Linked DNA regions of Mus musculus: all the other regions are linked to region 2. Evidence: chromatin contacts called from public HiChIP or PLAC-seq data. All regions are on one chromosome and are shown on one strand. Each heading gives the region's core, a stretch centred on a gene start, on an enhancer-like site or on the middle of the called end of the contact. The rest is flanking DNA. Distances are from core to core; before and after follow the strand shown. Region 1 has its middle 160 kb from the start of Gm25833. Region 2 has its middle 29 kb from the start of Gm25833. Region 3 has its middle 220 kb from the start of Gm25833.

Region 1 (2,700 bases), core at 200-2,699, 130 kb before region 2:
AAACTTTACATGCCCCAATACAGGGGAAGGCCAGGGCCAAGAAGCGAGAGTGAGTGGGTAGGGGAGTAGGGCAGAGGGAATGTATAAGGAACCACAACAACAGCAAAACAAACAAACAAACAAAATCAAAAGAAGAAGAAGAAGAAGAAGAAGAAGAAGAAGAAGAAGAAGAAGAAGAAGAAGAAGAAGAAGAAGAAGAAGAAGAAGAAGAAGGAGAAGAAGAAGAAGAAGAAGAAGAGAAGAAGAGGGAGAAGAGGAAGAAGAAAGAAGAAGAGAAAACAAGCTGTGTATTCATCAAAGACACTATGAAGACTGCTGACTCTAGCATTTCACTAATGCTTGACTACTATGTTTAGATTAGTGTTTCCAGTAATATATGAAACTCAAACATGATTGTACTGGGGCAGGAAGATCAGTACATTTTGATTGTAATTGTCATGTTCAGAACATGTTTCAGGTGCAAGCATACAGGCTCCCTCACCTCACTCAGCTGGAATAATTCAGAAACAGTTTTAACTGCAATTCTAGTTTGGAAACATACAGACTAAAAGGATATGAAATCCATTTTTTATTCCACCTTACATTGTCCCTAATCTCATAGGATATTTACACATTTTATGCTATTTTCAAAACAAGCTTTATATTTGGATGACTCAAAGTAATACAGCAGACAAAGTCTTATACTTCAATGGTATGTTTAGTATGACATAATCTGACATATTAACAATATAAATAATTATAGTCATTTTATGTTATGCCAATTGACTTAAATCTTAAATTTTTATTTGAATGATATATTTTCCCAGTGTTCATTGATTTTTGCCTTTTAATGAAGTTTGCCAAGAAACCAAAACCTGACATTTCCAATAAACATAGAAATTGCAAGGATTTATAGAGATTTTTCTAAGCGCTACACATTTACTCATATCTAGTCCTATTTCTCATAGTATGAAATAGGAAAATATTTTAACCTTTCAGATTTAGTGTTTTGTGGACACACAATTATTTGTAAACATTTATACTCAGTTGTCAATTCCCTATGATTTGATTTTAATTGGTTCAACTGAATTTTTCTTTATTATTTTCTGAAAGTTGGTATGGTCAATAGAAATCTTGTTTATAATTGTATATGCATACTTGCTACTGAGCAGTGGCAACAATCTACACCTCAAAGCAACAGTAAATTTTAATATAGCATACATAACGAAGTTCAAGAGATGTTCAACAGTATTTTATTAAATACCTTTATATTAGATGATCCTCTCCGACTTTATATGAATGTAATTTTCTGAGACCATTTCAGCTTAGGTCGTTTGATATAATATATTTGTCCAATGATGTTTGGCTCATAATAATGCTGAACTAATTTATTTTACTTGATGTATCCCCATTACAATATAGTATCTGTGAAATATTACCCATCTCTCCAGCAGGGGGTATTACAATCACACATTTATCTAGTCAAGGTAACAAGGAGACTAATAGAAAGAGGCAACCAGCCTCTTGATCTACCAAGCCTCCACAAATGTTTTCAAGCATTTGCCCACTTCTATGAGACTGCCCTGAGCACAATTCATTGACACAGACTTTGAGAGCTGACGACCCAGAAAATTCACTATCTTCAGAGAGAGCAGACCAGCTTCTCACAGATACTCCCATTTATAACAGAAAACTTTGGCTCAGGAGGATCAGAAGTCCAAGGCCCTCCTAAATATCAGCATGAGGCACAATGATAGATTTGTGATTGATACTACAAAATTTATATTTATCTTTCTTTCTGCTTTAGAAAGGGGGGTTTCTGCATGTGACATCTGTGGTAATATTCCTGAAAATAATTGAATTCCAGTTCCATGTCACACACTGACATTCGTTTTTTGAGATCTTTTTGGGCTCAGAATCACTTAATTAGACCCACATGGATTAGTTAACCCTTAGCTGAGCAGCTATCAGGACAGTGGTATGGCAAATCTGGGGCCTCAGGTTTTCCTATGTATATTCCAGTAATCTTCAGCTGAGCTTTATGGTGGGAATAAAAATCCCATTTACTGTAGTACTTGTCGTCCATGTAGATCAATTACACCTATGAAAAAACACGTGGGAAATACCCTGTACCAGAAAAGAACATGTGGGACCTCTTACTCTTTCATGAAGAGCAGCAAAGAGAATACCACTTACACTTACTTCTGTCAAAAGGACAGTATCCCGTTCACAACATTCTACAAACCAGAACAGAAACATTTTGTTTTCTCAGGAACAGGCTACCTCCCTCTCAGAAGATGAAATATGATCAAGAGTTTTACTAACTTGTGATAGAATCTCCCAACATGTCTTCAACAGAACCAAGTCTGAACTTTTCTCAAGGACATTAATCAGCCCCTTCCTGAAAAAAAAATTATGTAAGGAAATAACGGGATAAGATAACCAAAGGCTGCATCTTTGTGTTATTCTGTAAAGAGGAATGTTAGACAGTTATGAATTTGATTTCCCAACCCAGGCACTGACCATAGGGACGATGTCATTGGGCTTTTGAGAATATATATGGGGCATTAGGATTCATATTTTTAAAAAAGTTCCAGTTTACAGAGGAGTGGAAGTTCTGCCCCTCATTAGTCTTTCATCAAAGACTGTCTGTATATACAGGGTAAAAATAGAGACAATGAAAGCCACATACTCTATCACTTTTTATTGGCATGGGGAACG
Region 2 (2,700 bases), core at 185-2,684:
CCCATTGCCTTTCAGTCCACCTGCACCTATGGCAGATCAGTGTGCTGGCTCTCCCAAGCCTGCAGCCCTGCCTATCTCCAAAGAGAACTGCTCTAACCAGGGAAACAGAAGGCCTGGTCTAACTAGGGACCTTGAAGGCCTGCTCTCACCTGGGACATAGGAGGCCAGCCCTAACAGGGAACAGCACTGCCTGCCTCCCAGGAGGCCTGCTCTAACCCATGTCACACATCTCAATCTGCCTCCAAGGAGATCTGCTCCAGACCAAGACTCCGAGGCACGTAACAGACAGTGAAACATATGTAACAGACAGTGAAAGACAAGTTGAATAACATAAAGAACGGAAGCTAATGTAATTTAAGCACCATCAGAATCCAGTTCTTCTACCACACCAAGCCCTGAGTACCCTAATACTCCAGAAGAGCAATATTCTGACATAAAATTCCAAGTGTCAAAGATGATACAGGCCTTTAAAGAGGATAACAGTAACTTCCTTAAAAAAATACACAAAAAGACAGGGAAATGGGAGGAAGCCCTTAAAGAGGAAAAGAATAAAACCCTTAAAGGAAAATTCCATCAAACAGGTGAAGAAACTGAACAAAAATTTCCAAGATCTAAAAATAGAAATCAAAACAATAAAGAAATCACAAATGGTGGCAACTATGGAGATGGGAAATCTAGGAAAGAGATCAGGAGCTACAGATGTAAGCATCATGAACAGAATAAAAGAGATGAAAAAGAGGATCTCATTTATAGAAAAAATATCAACACATCAGTCAAAAAAAAAAAAAAAAAAAAACCAAAGTATAAAACGTTCCTAACCCAGAACAGCTAGAAGAGGGTGAAGATTCTCAGTTCAAAGCTAGAAACCATCTTCAAAAATCTCATAGAAGCAAACTTCCCTAACTTAAAAAAAAAAAAGATGGCTATAAATGTACAAGAAGCACACAGAACACCAAATAGACTGTGCTAGTAAATAAAGTACTTTCACCATGTAATAATCAAAACACTGGATGACAGAACAAAGAGAGAGTATTAAAAGCTGTCCAGGAAAATGCCAATTAACATGATTGCAGATATATGGGAATAACACCAGACTTCTCAACAAAGACTCTAAAAGGCAGAAGATACAGAGCAGATGTCTTACAGATACAAATATATCACCTAAGCCAGCTGAGATTACCCATCAAAAATGTCAATCACCATAAATGAAGAAACCAAGATATTTCATGTTAAAACCATATCTAACCAATCTAAATCTAAAATAGCCTTACTATTTTGTGCCATTTAAATAATGTCATGATTATATTTCTTCAGGTATCCTGTGTTTGGGTCTTAGGTATACACATTTTCAGTGTGACTCTTCTGATAAGCCCAAGTTGCCTTGCAATCATTCCATTCCTCAATTCTTCAAAATGTGCTAGAGTTTACCTGAAATTCCTCCAGTAGAGGGAGGTATAGCTCTTGCTTTCTTACTAAAGAGATTACAAGTCAGTCACTGTTTCCATAGGCCTTTTAATTTTTCTATTTTCTTTTCCCCATTTTTATTAGGTATTTAGCTCATTTACATTTCCAATGCTATACCAAAAGTCCCCCATACCCACCCACCCCCACTCCCCTACCCACCCACTCCCCCTTTTTGGCCCTGGCGTTCCCCTGTACTGGGGCATATAAAGTTTGCAAGTCCAATGGGCCTTTCTTTGCAGTGATGGCCGACTCATGTATACATGTATAGGACATTGTCAAAATTTTATAGGCAGGAAATTCTGCACCTTGCTCACAACCTTCTCGTGGGTTGATATCTTTTATAATAATATAAACAAGTAAATTGGAAGAATTTTCATATTTTTTCATATATTTGCCTCGGGGTACGTTGTGGGTGTATGTGTTGTCTCTAAGTATGCTGGCCATGTAATTAGTCTGTGTTTTCAGAACCATAATCCTTTTTTTTTTGTTTTTGTTTTTTTCAAGACAGGGTTTCTCTGTGTAGCCATGGCTGTCTTGGAACTCACTCTGTAGACCAGGCTGGCCTCGAACTCAGAAATTTGCCTGCCTTTGCCTCCCAAGTGCTGAGATTAAAGGCATGCACCACCATGCCCAGCCTGTATTCAACTGCACTGCTATGACAAAACTCACTGGTGTCACCACCACTTCCCCAACTCATAGCAAGCACTATAGAAAATTCCTCACACAATATGCAAAATTTACTATTGGCCTATTTTACTCTGTAGCAGTTCCCAAGGTGTGTGCACGAAGAATTTGTTTTTCTTTGCTTACAAGTAGAAATACAAGTAGAAATTCTTGGTATTGAAATGCAAGTTCTCCCTATTACTAGAAGAGGAATATTTAAGCACTTAGTTCTAGCTACTTCTGGAAGAACTCTTATCAAGCTTTTTTTTTTTTTTTTTTACTAGTTTCAGTGTGAAAGTAAATTTTCATTTCTCTGAAAAGTTACCCAAGACTTTATTTTAAGACTTCAATTTAATAATTCTTCTTTTAGTGGCAGAACCATTTATAAATACACTTTTATTGTTTTCATTCTATAGTTCCATTAAAAACATCTGATTATCAACTTCTCTTAGATCCTTCCAATCAGGATGCTAATGCTATATTTTAAATTGTGCCAGTCCCTATATAGATTTAAAAAGACTTTCTATACCAAATTATGATGTTTAACTTTTTTAAAAAATCTGTTTCTTCTTT
Region 3 (2,734 bases), core at 99-2,598, 250 kb after region 2:
ATCCTGTGTTACCTATCATACAAGGAGGCAAAATAATTTCCATTCTGATCAATTTTCCAATAATTTGGATTAGAACTGCTATGGCATAGTTATTCCAACTGTGTTAGAAATTATTGAATGACTTACGTTGGTAGATCAGTATAAACATATATTTTTTTTTCCAAATTGGGATGAGACAAATAATCTAGGCATAAAATCAACAAATGTGTGTTTTGAATATGTATTAAATTGAGCTTAAAAGAAACAGATGTGAGATGTGTTGGAACTGATGTTATTACTTTTGGTTCTTAGCCACCAAATAAAAATTCTGGAAACCAAACAGGTCCTCTGAATAGATAGGTACTCCATTCAGAGTCATCTATCTGTTGAGTCCCAATAAATCCATTTGATGAGTAAATGTGTTTATTCTGGTTAGTTACATAGTAGTTGAAATGTTACACCCCTGAAATTTGCAGAAATTCCTCTCATTCTTCCTACCAAGGTTCTATTCTATATAATTGCCAGTCCACAGCAGAGTCATGCAAACTTTGTCTTAGATTGCCATCTAGTAATGAAACAAGAGAAGTGGCAAAAGGCTCAGACAACCCAGACCACACCAGATCGATGGGAAGTTATATATTTGTGTTGACCCAATCTTTTCTCTTTTCAGGGATTTCCGGTTTTGTAACATGCTACCACACTGTGTGAAAGATAGCTTCGGTTTTCTGTACTCTCCCATGTACATGAGATAAATGGTGCCTTGCTATCTCTGACTAGAAATCAGAAGATAAATTTCAATACAAGACAACTGAAACCAGTAGAGAGATCTTCCAAATCAGAATTTAATAGCCAGTCATAGGACATGTCTTTTAACAAGAATATGTGGAATCTATGGGATTAAATTTTAGATGGGAGTTTTTCAGTGCCCAGTATAGACAGCAAAGTAACTGGAAACTAGATTATAGTCTTATAAATTTTCACATTTGCAATATCATAATTGTGTTATTTAACATATATGATTATATCATACTATAAATGTGTACATGTAATATGTGTGTGTGCAAAAACACATGTATGTATGTTTTCTCAGAATAAAAGAGTTGTCAGCACTTGGATAGTAGGATCTCATTCTTTGGTATATTTAGAGATATCCTCTGTGAGTGGTAACATCTAGAAGTTCTTTTTTTTTATGTTCCATATTCATGCAAGATGAAGAGGAACAAAGACCACAGAGCTGAGATGAAGAAGTTCAGCTGCTCAGAAAATTATGCGTAACATCAGGAAATCTGTCTGCCCTCTAGAGAGCAAACAGTAGTAGCTATCATTAGTGTGGAATCCCTAGAGGACACTATGAAAAGCAGATTCAGTTAGAGGTGAAAGTATAGTGGTTACTCAGAAGACACTTTCTGTCTCACCCCAGCCTTTTTAAAACACTTACATTGTTAGATGTGGTGAAATGCACTCTTTATAGAAAATATGGCAACCATATTCAGAATGGGCCAGAAACTAAACCAGAAAGGCTGGTAAGAAGACTGAACAATAGCCCAAGCCCACTATAGCTAATGAGAATTGACTGGATTAATGAAAGCCTAGATCATCTTAGTGAAAATATCTTAAAGTCATGAGAACAAAATAATAAAAAAAACATGTTTCAGAAGGGCTGAATAATATAAGACATCCACAGAAATCCACGGACTTCATCCTGCTTTTGAAGAAATTAATCAGAAAACAAAGTGTGATTTTTATTATCACAGTCTCATTCGAACACAAAAGCAGCCACTATTTGAGAGCTTTGATTTACATGATACAAGCATGAGAGAAGTCTTACATAATGTAAAGCTCAGATAGCTTCCTGTAGAACATGTTGTTGTCCAAGTCAGAAGCTGCTTTTCCTGTATTATTTTTTCTTTTATTAATATTAATCATTTCATTTGTTTACATCTCAAATGATATCCCCCTTCCCAGTTACCTCCTCCAACAACACTGACTCCAATATCCCACTTCCCAGTTATCCCTCCGCCATGTCCCCCATCACAAATCTTCCCTCCTCACTTTCTTTTGTCTGTATGAGAGTGCTCCCACACACACCCACACTCTCCTGCCCCACTGCTCCAGTATTCCCCTACTCTGAGGCACAAAACTTCCCCAGGACAAAAGGCCTCCCCCTCCTGTTGCTGTCTGGCAAGGCCATCCTCTGCTACATATGGATCTGGAGCTGAAGATTCCTTTAGGTACACTCCTTGGTTGGTGGTATAGTCTTTGGGAGAACTGGGTGGTAAGGCCAGCCTATGTTGTTCTTCCAATGGGGTTTCAATCCCCCTCCATTCCTCCAGTCCTTCTGCCAGCTCCTCAACCAGGTTCCCTGAGTCATCCTGACAGATGACTCCAAGCACCTGCCTGTACATTGGTCAGCTGATGGCTGTACCTCCCAGGAACTTCCACACTTTGCTCCTCTCACAGGTGCCTCTTGACTCAAGCAATAGTGTTGGGTTTCGTGCCTGCAGACTTAATGTATTCCCCAGGTGGGTCCGTTCCCCAATTGGACCTTCCTTCAGTCTCCATTGGTTCCATTTTTTTATCCCTGTTCTTCCTTTGGAAAGGAACATTTCTGGGTTATAAAAAAACAAAAACAAACTTCGATTTATTTACATTCCAGATTTCATTCTCTCCCCACCCTTGTCCACACTCCAACTGTCCTCCTCTTTACTCCCTGTCTCCATGAGGATGTCCTCATCCCCCACCATCCACCACCCAC

The links. HiChIP or PLAC-seq counts read pairs in DNA pulled down with a chosen protein or histone mark.
Region 1: a contact with region 2 is called in a RAD21 HiChIP or PLAC-seq map of pro-B cells, with 2.9 times the contacts expected there. The contact joins two enhancer-like sites. A contact is called at or near these places in 2 of 15 datasets of contacts at CTCF or cohesin (large pre-B cells and pro-B cells).
Region 3: a contact with region 2 is called in a CTCF HiChIP or PLAC-seq map of pro-B cells, with 6 times the contacts expected there. The contact joins two enhancer-like sites. A contact is called at or near these places in 2 of 15 datasets of contacts at CTCF or cohesin (large pre-B cells and pro-B cells), 3 of 484 Hi-C or Micro-C datasets (B cells, gonadal supporting cells and large pre-B cells) and 3 of 115 datasets of contacts at active chromatin or transcription factors (the 230-238 cell line, large pre-B cells and pro-B cells).

What each region holds. Positions count from the first base shown.
Region 1 is chr6:68,372,177-68,374,876 of GRCm38.p6, forward strand. It overlaps Igk. Among named protein-coding and RNA genes, the nearest start is that of Gm25833, 160 kb to the right of the region's middle. Within about 2 kb of position 1,450, at least 1 of the 459 cell types and tissues checked has an H3K27ac peak or open chromatin away from gene starts, as enhancers often do. A contact at or near this core is called in pro-B cells, where this site is marked.
Region 2 is chr6:68,502,702-68,505,401 of GRCm38.p6, forward strand. It overlaps Igk. Among named protein-coding and RNA genes, the nearest start is that of Gm25833, 29 kb to the right of the region's middle. Within about 2 kb of position 1,435, at least 1 of the 459 cell types and tissues checked has an H3K27ac peak or open chromatin away from gene starts, as enhancers often do. A contact at or near this core is called in pro-B cells, where this site is marked.
Region 3 is chr6:68,749,368-68,752,101 of GRCm38.p6, forward strand. It overlaps Igk. Among named protein-coding and RNA genes, the nearest start is that of Gm25833, 220 kb to the left of the region's middle. Within about 2 kb of position 1,349, at least 11 of the 459 cell types and tissues checked have an H3K27ac peak or open chromatin away from gene starts, as enhancers often do. A contact at or near this core is called in pro-B cells, where this site is marked.